2 separate regions of the Triticum aestivum genome follow, and region 1 is linked to region 2. The links are chromatin contacts, called in public Hi-C maps. All regions are on one chromosome and are shown on one strand. The core of a region is the stretch at or near the end of the contact, and the rest is flanking DNA. Distances in the headings are between cores, read along the strand shown. Region 1 holds the start of LOC123162246 (NAC domain-containing protein 21/22). Region 2 holds the start of LOC123157200 (AUGMIN subunit 2).

What was found. A called contact is a pair of places that touch in the nucleus more often than the background predicts.
Region 1: a contact with region 2 is called in a Hi-C map of leaf, with 4 times the contacts expected there. The contact joins the promoter of LOC123162246 here to the promoter of LOC123157200 in region 2. A contact is called at or near these places in 4 of 5 Hi-C or Micro-C datasets (leaf and root) and 1 of 1 datasets of contacts at active chromatin or transcription factors (leaf).

What each region holds. Positions count from the first base shown.
Region 1 is chr7B:633,078,881-633,086,155 of IWGSC CS RefSeq v2.1, reverse strand. LOC123162246 (NAC domain-containing protein 21/22) reads right to left here and starts at 5,595. Exons shown (of 3, transcript XM_044580021.1): 1 at 5,036-5,595; 2 at 3,055-3,326; 3 at 1,503-2,272. The coding sequence starts at 5,237. The coding sequence ends at 1,823.
Region 2 is chr7B:632,913,647-632,920,609 of IWGSC CS RefSeq v2.1, reverse strand. It overlaps LOC123157200 (AUGMIN subunit 2), which reads left to right and starts at 2,902. Exons shown (of 7, transcript XM_044575459.1): 1 at 2,902-3,181; 2 at 3,349-3,568; 3 at 3,988-4,098; 4 at 4,806-4,910; 5 at 5,090-5,158; 6 at 5,418-5,531; 7 at 5,786-6,244. The coding sequence starts at 3,473. The coding sequence ends at 6,085.

The DNA.
Region 1 (7,275 bases), core at 4,346-6,845, 160 kb before region 2:
GGTGTTGCAAGGACAGGCCACTGGAAGTGTCAATTTGATCCACCCAACCGTTGTTGTGCAGCGCCTAATGTCTTTAGGTACTCCGTTGTTGGTCACTGGAGTACCAACTTAAACAGGTATGAAAGGCCAGCAAAGGGATGTCAGGAAGCTACTTAACCGATCAGCTGGTGTAATTATTAGTCAGCTTTAGTCAGTGGTACTACTAGAGTGGTGTCATACGTATGTCGCGGTACTACTAGAGTGCCGGCATACGTATACAGCATGCTAAACACTGTGCAGGGGTTAACTGAAGAAAAGCTATTCCATTATGCAGGGACAGAGGGAAGCCCACACGCTCTCTACAGAGTTCAGGCTAGTGAAAGAGACAAGATCTGAGCTTTTAGGAGGCTGAGATCTGGAGCCCACACCACATGGTACCCCAACTTATCAGGGATGATCATGCTGTTGATGAATTGCAACAAGAACCACCTACCAGCTACTCCATTTCATGCATGAACTGTTGGCATGTTTGTGTACCACTGAAGTACTGATTCATGCATATGGTTCATGGTAAGTACAGGTTCAGCTGCATGAGTTCATTGGTTAGGTTGGCAACTGCATCATCATCAATACTACTAATATATGTAAGGATGTCAGAGCTATTACAATAAGGATTTCCCAGGAAAGTACCCTCTTGGAATTTTTCGTGCACAATGATTAGTTAGCAGTAGTGGTGGAGAATCGTGAATGCAAATCAAAGTAGTGTATTGTCAACTAGCTTTAGAGAATAATAAATACCTCGAGTATATACTAGTGGGCTTGTGTAACTCGTAGTGTTTTTATATGGTCCACATGTTGGTGTTTGAAATTAGTTAGGGGTTTTCAAGTTACTAACTGATCTTAGTACCAGGCACATGAGGATATAGGTGTGAACTTAAATCCCTTTCACGGCATATAAATATATTTTAAAGAATCTCCACTTGTGTGCTATGACTTTGTCTGTCTTTCTTTTTGTCCACATGGAAAGGACCAAGCATTTTTCTGTTGCATCGGATAAACATTTAATTCATGTATGAGAAAAAAAAAGAAAAAAAGTGAATATATACTCTTTAATGATCTGACTTTTCAAACAGACTTTCTGTTTACTGCTTAATTCCTTGGTAAAACTGCAAATTCAGGTCAAAGGCCCAGTAGAAACCACATGCTGCAGCCAAGGGGCTGATCTGAGAAATGTCCAATAGTAATTTAAAATGGGCAGTTGCCCCTTTGATTTATTGGAAACTTGGAGCGGGCCCAATTAAAACAGGAATTTCAGTCATTAAATATGAGATATATATTTGGCACCGAAGAAAGATAAACAAGTGGACGGCGACATATATAACCTCCCTTAGAACTCAGAAGGAGCGGAGCGGGAGATTAGTCTCGAATGTATAACCATTATATAATGAGTATATGTCAATCATTTGCACAGACCAAACTAATACACAAGAAAGCCCAACAGACAAATAGAGTAGATTCTGTAATACGAACCACCAAAATTTATGTTTCAATATATTAGTTTATAATATATTCTAGCACCAGATACTAAATTTTTCCTTCTTATCCATAGTCGTACACAAATAATGTATATACAGATTTACATCACTGATGACATATATCAGCTCTCTCCTCTGACCCTCCTTTTCTTTTTGACAAATAATGTGAACTTGAATGATAGTACTACTAGCTATATACCACAACTGCATGCAATAGCACATATAGGCACACACACCCAAGTCTAGATCTTCTTTTCAAGAGTTATATCCATCCTTGATTGGTAGCAATAATATCACTAGCTAGAAAATCAATTGAGTGAGTTCCACATCTGTGAGAAGCCACTATCAGCTAAGTACTCGAACCCATCTTGAGCAAACACACCACCCTGGGCAGGCGCCTCCCTCTTCACATTGCCTTGCTCAAACCTGGTGAGCTGGCTCAACGCGTCCTTGATTGCCTTCCCCATGTGCTGCTGCTCCTGATCAGCAGCCATGGGCGCCATTGCCGTCACCGGGATGTTCATCGAGGCCGACGACGATGGGTGAGAGGAGGGGCCATTGGAGAAGCAGGGCACTTGCTCATAACCCTCTAGGTTTTGCACCGTCGACATTCCAGGATGGTCAAAGGCAATGTAGTTGTCAACGAGAGGAGGCAGTGAGGTTGCGGCTGCACTGTCAATGTTGTAGCTGCTCCCTGTGGGTGGCTTGGCAACGGTTGCCCTAGTCTTGTAGAAAACCCTACACAAGACCCAGTCCTCCTGTTTAACAAAATATTACACATTAACATCATTAGACTGGAAAATAAGTGAGTAGATTAATTGGTATTATATCATATATGTATGCATCTGAAGTGATCATATATATATTGGGGTGTACATCTAAAAGAGACCAGATCATCCTCATATCCATGTACGTAGCTGGCATGAGAGTGACCCACACATGTAAATAATGGATCAAGTACAACGGAACCGGCCTGGCTAATCCACAATTAAAATCATGAACAAACCACACCAGTTTTTAGACATCTTGCAGTATTATTTATATGACGCCTAATTATCACAAATTAAGGGCTAGTTAAGAAGCTAGTTATTTTGGCGCTTGAATTCTACTCTCTATAGCTACCTAGCTAGATCTTGAATTGAGAGGGCATGCGTGTATAATGAGCTGTCGGGTGGTACTACATTATCCACTGCACATGTATTATAGGATGAGTTGGCATTCCGGCCAGCAGCCTCCACATGTGGATGTCACGTGAACAAAAGGTTTTTGTTTCTTTATATTAGTTCATACTTCTCATAAAATCTACCACATATGAATTCAGATCTGTTATGTTTCATTTTCAGTGTCCCCTCCCTTCCTTAAAAAAAGTCGCGAGATATATAGTTTGTGTGCATTAATTTTTGGTGGGATCTCCTGCACTATCCATACATGTGATGCATTATACTATAAGCATCAAATAAGGAACAAAAGGAGAAAAGAGTGGAGTATCAAGTAGTAAGATTAAATTTGCTCATGTGTATAATTATATAATGATGATTACCTTGAGTGGCAACTTCATCAGATCGCCTTGCCCTTCCTTGCGGAATTCGTGCATGACCCACTCAGTCTTCTTCCCCTTAGGGGCTCTGCCTTGATAGAACACTAGGGTTTTTCTCATGCCAACAAGCAACCCTTTCCGGCTTATTGATCGGTCTTTTCCGGTGGCCTTCCAGTAGCCCGATTCAGTTGCTCTATTTGTTCTCTGGCCTGTAGCGTACTTCCTGTCCCTCAAGCTGTAGAAGTACCACTCCTTGCCGCCAATGCATGCAATTTCTGAATACAATCAGGGAGGAAATTAAAACAATTATGTAAAAATGAGATGAACTATGAACAAAATAATAATCTTTTTGGAACATGTTGATGTGCATCTATGATGTACTGTGTGTAATGTGCAAACCCAAGTAGTATGTCTGACTACACTTCTCCATTTTTTAAGAGAAAGTCCTAACATTAGAGCCCCATTTAATTAAGGCAGAGAAAATATCCACTAATAGGTAATTGCATAATAGGGAGAATAATAGATATTTTTGGAACCAAAACAAAGGAGATCTATTGATCACGGGAAGGCATCTTGCCTTTTCTTGTGAGATATATCAATTATACACATCCAACCCTTTCTATATATATGTTCTTTTCATATGGCTTTGTGCATGGTGTGATTTCTACTAATAGGCAAGGTGGAAGGCCTCATTTTTGTGTTAAGTTTGTCCCCATCCGTGGGCTGTGAATTCCCTTTAAGGATCAGGCAAATTGGGGGAATATTTGATGGTATGGCAAGAACAGGGACAGATGCGGAGAAGGCCAGCAAGGGGCCAAACAAACTCATGGCTCTGAGAATATCCTTCTGTTATGGGGAGGGGAAGGCGACAAGGATGGAGAGGCAGACAAGACGTGCGAATTTTGTTCTCATTGTAGAATAATTTCCAGAAACTATATATATTCATCCCTTGATCAAGTCTCCTATATCTGGAATAAGAGGCAAAAAAATAAAGTATACTGTGCAAGAATTTGATCTCTCTCTCTCTCTCTCTCTACAGTTCTACTAGTTAATTTGGTGGTGATCTCACTCTGATATTTTCTTGCCTTTCGACCAAAAAATCGAATGGTAATTAAATTAGTTAGGACATATAAAGAGGGGGAAAAGCATGGGCACACCAAAAGAAAGGCCAAAAAAGTGAGAAAAGAAAAGGAAAGGAGGAAAGGTCGGTTTCTAGCGGTATGGGAAGCATGCATGCATAGTTGCAACTTGCAACTTGATGAGATTGAAATTGTCGTGGTCACTTCAGTTATGGCTGGGAGTGGAAACGGATCAACTAGCCAGCCACTAGCAGCATGCACGCAGCCACCTTAGATTTGGATGCAACTGAAGGAAACTACACATGCATGAGCGGAAAGGAACAAAGAGAACTGTTCATGGAATTAATAGGCTGGAAATTAATGGAGATAGCTAATTGAGCTGCACATAAATACATAGATTGGTCCCAAAATCTTAAATTCAAGTTGAATCAACAGAGCAATACATTTTGATGCATGATTGAGAACCCTGGACAATCATGCATACGCACACGGACAAATAATTAATTTCTTGGATGTGATTTCTTCTTTATTTGTTAAAAAATGAACAAGGAATTTAATTAGTACAGTGGAGAACTGAAGATTGTCCGTTTAGAAACGACCAAATCGTTGTTAGTTCCGTCAAAAGATATACACTGGAGATATATCAGATATATTTAAGGGGATTTGGGACGTCATCGACTTCAAATTAAAAGAATAATTACGAATCAGCAGCCAGACGGGAGAAGGAAATTAAATCGAACAGATAAATCATCCTCAGGGAGCGAAGTACTCATGCATATGTATGTATGATCCGGAAGACGATGAAACTAGAACTCATCACACAAGCATATAGGCAGTTAGGCACACACGCATGCTGGTGTAATTAAGCTACTTGGGTATACAGGAGTATCTGGATTAGGTCTTACCAGGGAGGTCCCAGGGCTCGATCTTGTTGAGATCGACGTCGACCATGGTGGGGCAGCCGTAGATGCTCGCCACCGCGGCCGCCGCCCCTCCGGCGCCGCCTCCGAGCTTCCTGGTCAGGTAGTCGAGCACGAGCTCGTCGTCCCGCGGGTGGAACCTGAACCCCGGCGGCAGCCTCGCCTCCACCATGCTCAGCGAATTCATCGCCTCCCCGGCGGCCGCCACACCGCGCAGCTCGTTCCCCCCTCAGACAGATCAATAGATCGGTCGGCAGGAGCTAGAAGAGAGGAGAGGACCGACGGCTGCTGCTGCCGATCTCCACGGCGCACAGCAGTGGAAGTGGAACCAACACAAGAAGCAGCAGCCGGCAGCCAGCCACCGATGGCCGGCCGGGTGGGTGGAGGGATCGGCTGCTGCAAGCGCCGTTTACCGAGAGGGGTATGATTATGAAGGAGGAGAGGAGTGCGAGGAAGACGATGGTATTAATAGGAGCCAGCGCAGAGGGCATGGTCAGGTCAACTAGTTTTTGCGCCGATGCTTTCACAGAGATGGGGAGGGGCCGGGAAGGCTACGGCTCTGCTACTGGTAGTATACTACCAGTATAGCTGTACTGGTACTACGTATAGCTAGGCAGAGCGGCGTACGTACTCACCCAGCTGGAGAGACTTTTCCTTTTTCCTCTCGGCTAGAGTGCCGGGCGCCAGGTGGCGAGGATTGATTCGCTGGGCCGGTCCCGGCCGGTGGGCGTTCGAGCCATGATCGGACGGCCGCGAGCCGGTGGCCGTGTCACGGTCGCTGGACGTCGCCGGCGGTGACGTGGGCGCGCAGATGCAGTCATGCAGACGAGATGAGAGATGCGCCGTGCGCGGTTAGGGTTGGGCGGGGCATTTAATTCGAAGCGCGGACCGGCCTAATCACGTAGCGGGCGCATATCTCTCGGCTTTGCGGCGTCGCCTAATTCGAGTTTGCGACTCTGACGGGGTGTGATCGGAGAAGTAGATCTCCGGCATGGGGAGGTGGCATGGGCTGTTGGGCACCGATGCAAGTGCGCGTACGTATATGCAGCGAGAGAGAGAGAGGGAAATTTCAGGGATTTGGTTTTGGGCATCTTTAATGTGATTTTTTGCTGATAAAACAGTCCGTGTCATTGACCCATCATACCCTCCATCCCATATTAGTTGTTGTTAAATGGATATATTTAGACGTATTTTAGTGTTAGATACATCCGTTCGAGAGATAATTAATATGAGATGAAGAGAGTATTAGTAGTTATTAATTGCAATTGCTTATGGACACAAATGAGCATAAGTTTCCCCCTTCAAAATACTTAGCTAGCCGCTCCTCTGGTGCATCGTCGGCCTCCCCTCTCCTCTGTGGGCCTCAACGACGTTAGGTTGCACTAGTAGTTTGGGGTTCTTTCCCGGAGTTAGGATTATTGAGTCGCCGGCACTTCGGCCATGGTTTGGGTGATGGCAGTGCTCAATGTCTTGGTCGGAATGGCCAGGCGGCAGCAACACCCCAGAGTCGGAATAATGTCCTCTCTGCCTTATGCCCGCTCCGGCGATGTCGGTGTGTCTAGTATCGATGGAGGGTGCATATACGTGTGTCTCTGACGAATCTATTTGGGTTTGGTCGGTTTTGGTCTTCTGGATTTAGCTGACGCTCGTGGTTGTTGGTGTGGGATTCTCGTGCTCTACATTTTTCATCAATGATTATGGTTGCTGCTCTAGTGCCTTGATCTTTTGGAGTTTTACCATGACGATTTTTCACTATCAACTACAAAAAGATTTGCCCGACTTCGGTAAGGAAGGGACGATGACAGTGGCGCGCCTTGTGTAGTGCTTATAGTCGTCAGTAGGTGGTCCATGGAGGTCTATGGTCCTGATTGTAATCTTTTTTACTTCTATGGAGATGTGTACTATTGTTACATCTTCTTATTAGATTGGAAGAATTTTTCGCAAAAAAATAATCGCAATTGCTATTTCTCAGTTGGCCAAAAAAAAATTCTGCATGTAATGTAGGGTTGTCATCGAGGCCAAGCCAGGAGTGATCCGGTGCCGGAGACGACGTGGAAACGGTGTCGTTGGTGGAGAGAAGTTAGAGATTGACAAGGTTAGGTGCGAGGGGGAGGATGCGGGAAGTTCCCAAGCACTGGCGGAGCTTAGGCAAGGCCGAATGGGCCAGGGCCCGCCCAGCTCTCGCGTTTCTCCTCATATATTTATAGCCAGCTCATGGGTTGTAG
Region 2 (6,963 bases), core at 1,653-4,152:
GCATAGTGGCTGGCCGTGGCCGAGCTGCGATCGGTTCACATGCAAGCGGGACAACTATAACAAAAACAAAGATTCTGGAGAACAATCCAACAACAAAAGCTTTTCTTATCAAAGATGGGAGCGTCTATTTTTCAGGTAACTGAAAAACACATTCATCCGTCACGTTTTATATGAGCCGTCCGATACTCATCCAACCTCCCTTTCTTCTTCCTCCTTCCGATCCCCTAGCCTACACCGCCCCATCCGCCAGCCTCCAATCCCCACGACCGCGCGCCGCGCTGCCCTCCCCCCAACCTTCCCCAATCGTCGTTGCTAGTCGCCGCCCGGCCATCCCACTAAGCCCCCCGCACCACTGGAGGACTCTAGCGATCCCCTGCATCCCCTGCACCCCTAAGATGGATAATTGGGCTATTACTTCACCCTAAGATAGATGGTGGGGGTGGGGCTGCCTCTTCTCCGGCGAAGTCCGCCCAACGGGTAAGGAAGAAGGAGAAGGAAGGAAGAAAAAGAAGAAGAAAAGTGACCGATGCGAAAAAAAATTCCAGACACCTAAGAAATAGCAAATAAGATCAAAGATTGGAATAAAGTAAGGACACGCTATGTCTCGCTTAAAGCGGAACATAGGGGCAGGCTCGCCTGAAGCGAACGCCAGACTAGGCCATCCCCGCGTGCGGGGCCACATGCCACAAGCCACATCTTCTTCCTTTTTTTCATGCTCTTTCTCTCTGTTTTTTGCTTTTTTTTACTTTTGTTCATACTTTCAAATATTCTGAAATATATGTATTATAAAAACACTTTACCTTAAAAATGCTAATAAAGCATGAAAATTTTGCATAAAAATGTTTCTCATATATACAAAAGATATACATTGTGTATGAAAAATTATGATCATGCATTTTAGAAATTGTTAATCAAGCATTTGAAAATATGTTAATCAAGTATTTGAAAAATATATTTCATGCATTTAAAAAATATATAATGTGTATAGAAAAATGTTTCTCATGTATAGAAAAAGTTACAAAAAATATACAATGTGTATGAAAAAATGTTGATCATGTATTTAAAAAAAGTAAAATATGTATAAAAAATGTTCCTCATGTATATGAAAATGTACAAGTGAGTATGGAAGAATTAGACATCAAAATCATATGCTTGAAAAAAATTATAATCATGTATTTTAAAATTGCATTCATAGCTTTAAAAAAAATCAATTACCATCATAAAATGTTCAGCGTGTATTTGAGAAAATGTTGACCATTTATTCAAAAAAATATTCATAACATGTTTTTAAGAAAACAAAATGTACATCAAGTATTTGTGAAATGTACAACATGTATCGAAACAAATGTTTCACGTGTACACTAAAATTGTACACTGAGCACTGAAAAAATTAGACATGTGTTGAAGAAAAACAAAAAATGATGAAACCGACAAAGAAAAATAAGTGAAACAAAGAAAACCAAAGCGTAACAAACAAAAAAAGCAGGGAAGAAACAAAAGAAAACTGAAGAAAAAACAAGAAAAAAGAAACCAGAGAAAAGCAGTGTAAAAAGGAAACAAAGAAAACAAGAAAACTGAGAAAGAAAGAAAAAAACTGAAGAAAAAGAAAGAAAATAAAAAACTATAAAAACAAAGAAAATGGTGAAAAACAATGGAAAAGGAAGAAACCCGTGAAGAAACAAAAAATGGAAGAAAAAATGAAAAAAAGAACGCATCATACACACCTACCAGCGAGCAAGCGCTAAGAATGGGTTAACCCAGTACAATACAACACTCGGAAAAGCTTGGGCGAGACATAAGCTACTTCCTCTATAAGCGAGATATAAGGTTTGCTGTAGAGTAATTATTAACCCATTGAGTGTGAGGAGCGCCAAGGCCGAGGATGCCACTACTTCAAATGTTGGGCCTTCCTGGCCCAGTATTCTGACAGACGTGTGGGTGAATAAACACAACAACTCGCCATTTTCTCTCGATCATCCTGGTCTCCAACACTAGGGTTAATTGCTACTTGAACTAGTGCTGACAATATGGTATTCAGAGCCTACGGTTCTCGCGCTTCCGGTGCATAGCTACTTCACACGACACAAGACCAGGTGTTGCACGACGACCATGGAGGAGCTATCAACTGAAGGGCGCCGGATCTACGACCTCCTCAAGGGCGGGTTGGATGAAGACATCAACCGCAAGCTAGTGGATCAACGCACCAAGACACTCAAGGGGCTACGAGGATGTTTGTGAAAATTTTGCAAAGCTCGGTAGCCTCTTCACCAAGCTCGATGGCGTGCGGGACGACCTCCAGTTTTTCTTAGGATTTAGACCCCAAAAAATTAAAAAATGTGTTTTATTTTTTTAACCTTCCACGAGAGGCATGGATTTGCTTCCGCGAGAGGTTCGGCTATGCCTCTCGCAAAGGGAAAAACGCGTGCCTCTTCGGAAAGGAAAAAAAAGCCTCCAGGCTCGTTTTTTTGTCTGTTTTTTTCGTGAAAAAATGTTTGTCGAAATCTATCAATATGTGATCTAGTTTTAAATATCTCGACGCGAGTGGCCCAACGATGAATACGGTTCGATATTTGGACGCACGGTTTAATAGATAAAATGTATTGAATAAACGAATCTATGAAAAAAGAAAAACTCCTAGGTTGCGACAAATGGAGCACATATAGCGCGCCACTTATCACAACTTAGCATGGTAAGAGCGATCTTTTAGAAGAAATACTCTTCAATTTCAGGGTATTCATGAGAATTCCCTGAAATACCAAAAAATCTGCCCCCCATAATGTTTATTCGTTGATCTTTTGGCCCACGTACTAAGTCCAGCCCTCCCCTCAAAAAAAAAAAAGTCCAGCCCAAACTGCGGGCACGTAGCCACGCACCAAACCAGACTCGAAAAAACCAGACTCGACCGACTGGTTGTCTGGAGCGAGAGAGTATCTTCCCTCCCCCGATTCCAAATCAATCCCCATTCCCCAGCCTAGCTGAAGGCGGCGGCAGCAAGCGATTCCAGGCCCGGCTCCGGCGGCCGGCTCTCCCTCGGTCCCTCTCATCCGGCCGGACCTCTCGGCCTCTCTCTCTCCTGCCCTCGGCCTCCGGCACTCCCCTCCGCGCATCCGGCCCTCTCGGCTTCTCCTCCGCCTCCGGCCTCCCCGGCTCCCCCTGCAGACGCCCAGCGCCCTCCACCAAGGTATTCATCCTCTGTTTGCTTTTAACATGAACCTGAACTACTTGCCATGTGATTCATTTGCTGCTTATGATCACAAATGGTTGCTAGACTGATTGTAAATTGATGGACATTGAACTACTCCTACTTCTCTTGATCATTGTCACTGATTGTAAATTGTCCAATTTCAGTCAGTAGTGGGTGGAAGTGAAGTGGAGCGCTGAGCAGTAATCGGACATTTGGAGGCAAAAAAGCTCAACCGGCCGGCGAGGCGAAATCTTGACGCCCACCAACTCCCAACAACCGGTCGAGGCCATGGCGGCGGCGCAGAAGCCGGCGAAGCGGCTCGGCGGCATGGCAGAGGCGCTCGCCATCGCCGGGGACCTCGGCTTCCCGGCCCCTCCCACGCAGGTTACCCCCACCCCTTCGCTGCGCCCTGTCGATTTACTTCTGTCCCCCCCAAATCCTTCTCCTCTCAATTTCGTGCCTTCCGCGCCATTTCGCGAGATCTGAATCTCTCGGTCGAATTCTTGTTCCTTTCAGGTAATTGTAGGGTTCCGTTCCGTTCCTTGTTTATTGCCGTCGGGGATTGTGAAATGTAGGTTTCGAACGAGTGCAGCCCCCGAATTAGTACCCTATTACTCTGTTATAAGTTGTAACCCATCTAAAATTACTCTGTTTTTGTTATGATGTCTAGCTTCATGAAATTTACAGTGCTCTATGTCACTAATAGCGATGGTGATGAAATGATTGTTCTTTTTATTTCGCAGAATATGGTCATGTGTGCTTCTTAAGTCTTTACGCTTCTTTGTTGTCACTTGCCATTGCAGGAAGATCAGAACACCTCGGACAAAAGTGATGACCTGGTGCGGGTGTTAAGGGAGCTGACGGTCGTGCAGCGGAACATTGCCAATTTGCAAGTTGAGCTACAAGGCAGAAAGGTAATGGACTGACGACCAGTTGCTACTGTTTGTATGTTTACACCAATTCTTTGCCATGCCAATACTTATGCAGTTTTAGTTTGTTGATTACCTTTCCCGATCCCTTACTACACGATATTACTTTGACTTTAGATCAACGCTTTCGTATTTCATCAGTTTGTTTTGCTCTTGTGAATATCCTTTTCGTTCTGTTACTGACTTACTGTGGTGGCGAAACCATGAAATTCCCATGAGGTTATTCATGTTCTTGGTAGAAATGAGAACATCATGGATAATTAGAGCATATTGGAGATACATTTGCTTCTATCTATATGTCCACTTTGACTATTATGGTGAATATGTCTTTGCTATCAAAGCATATTAATAACATTGATCATTTTTTCTTCTCAAGTGAAAAGAATAATCTTATATTTGTCTACGAATCTGATACGTGCTCACACTTGCTGTACCTAGGTTTTTATGCTTGAAAAATGAATTGCAATGTCCAAGCCTCTCTAAATGTGCAAGGTTAAAGCATTTAACTGGTGATGTATAGAACTTAAACTATTAAATGTGATCACAAGCAGAATAACAAGCGTCCAATTTATATTTCACTTGTAAACTTTGCTATATATCATCTCCAAATGCTGGTGTATTCAGTTTTCTGGGCTTTTGATTGGTGTCAGTTATCTTCGTTGATCATATTGATGAACTTCTGTTTATCGCAGGATGATAAAAACATTGCTCATTTGACTCATGTTAGTGAAATGGAGAAGAAGTGTGAATCGTTGGCCAGAATTACTGCTATTTTGAAAGATGTTATTCAAAACAAGGTACTGGAAGTCAGAAGTCACTAAATTTTTTTTACTTGCTTTCTTTGTTTCTTGGGACCACCTGTTACTCAGGTTATTGCGTGAAGAAAGTTCTGCCTGTGCTGTTGGCTGCTCCATATACCATATAGATCAACTAATTACAAGATCTGGATATCAAAATAACAACCCTTTTCTATCAGGACCGCATTATTGCCCGTCTGCAGCAACCTTACTCGCTTGACTGCATTCCTGTTGAAGCTGAATACCAGGTTGGGTTCTCGATCATTTTGGTTTCAGATTTTTATAGAAAATATATTATTCATTCATTCATGAACTTACACATGCGAACTGAAAATGGTGTATCAAGTAGCAACCTACATCCAGTTTTCTGATTCTTGGCATTCGTTACAATGTATTGATGTGGAGGAGAATCTTAGGTGCACCTGTTTAGGTGATTTCTTTACAAAGGACTGTGGTTTCTTGAGCGAAGCGCAATTTTTCCTACTAACTGTACTTGCTTCTCCTCAGAAACAATTCTCGGAGCTACTTCTGAAAGCGGCAAGTGATTATGGGGCATTGACAGCATCAGTTGGAGATTTCCAGTGGAGTCAAAACTTCAGAGAGTCGCCTGCTGTATGGGGTGTAAGTTGAAAATACTCCTTCTGGTAATTAAATTAGGAGTCGTAGTGAATTTATCCCCTGCAAAACACCTTCCACTGCAGATGCAAATATTATTTCTACCACTGCCAAATCTAGAGATGACAAATGATTTATCATGTCAGTATAGAATGATTTTGTGCATTCTGATCGCATTTTCTTATGGCAGCTCTTTCTTGTCTATGAGTATACCAAGTCAGATAAGGAAATATTAATGGCTATCTTTTATCTCTGTGAAGGAAATGCTACGACCGATACCTGCTGCGCTTGCATCCTGCACCCGGTTCTTCGAGGCCATGTCTGCGATGAGGGAATCCTTTTCTACTCTTCAAACACTACGCGTTGGTCATTCTTCTCTGTCAATGACCCCAGGTGGCTCCATTGATGATTTGAAGTTCTTGACGCCTCCTCAGAGGAGAGAGGGCTCGATGCTCAATACCTGGAAGCAAGTGGACGACGCAAACCCTGAAAGTGATGAACTCGACAATATCAACCAGAGGAGGCTGTCATGGCCATCCTCCATTAACAGGGACCTGTAGATCACAGCTCACCAAGCTAATACTCAGCTATTTGCATTCTGTATAAAAAATAGGATCGCCGAGGCTTGTCTTCAATTTTATTGTGTTTGGTTTCTTCTGGTCGCCGGCAAGAGCTATTATGAAATATCAGAACTAAGTAAATTACCAGTAGGCTTTCCACAGATAGATTGCACTTCATCTTGCTCATATGTTTTAGATCCATGAGGATGAAAATACACGAATAAAACAAGATAACCTTTATCCAGAAATGAAGTCTAACCAAAAGCAACATCATGCTCATATCTTCAACACAAAAATCGTTACATGTCGATGTCGCTAGTACCACTCCTTCCCCCCAAGTGTGTGACGCTCCATTGCATCCTAGATGCCAAGATCTTCGCCCGCGTCATCTTCCAAAAGGATCTTACCTTTTAATATATCTCATTTGGATTCCTCTTTAATCAGTTGATTCTCCTTGGCGCCATCTCTTGCCTCAATTGGTTCTCATCGAGAAGAAATACACACTTATCTGTGTCGTCCTTGTGCTTCTCATTCTCTTCTCCTACCACATCGTCATCTTCTCTTGTTGCTTCTTCTCCAACTCTAACTTTGCCTGCACAGCTTGAGTTGACACCTCCTTTGCATTGGATCGACTCATCAATCTTGTCTTCCATTGTCGCGATCTCTCCATCTCTCTTGAGCTTCTTCTTCACCATCTTCCTCCCATCGGGCCGCCCCTTGATAGACACCAAAGTAGGACTCCTTGTTTCCTTTTATGTTCATCAAAATCTTCATCCCATCTTCAAGCTGTAGAGAGGATTAGGTACATGACCTCGGTCTCTTTGGTGGAGCCTCATCATTCCTCTTCCTCCACTTCTCATAGTTTTGGAGAAATGCCC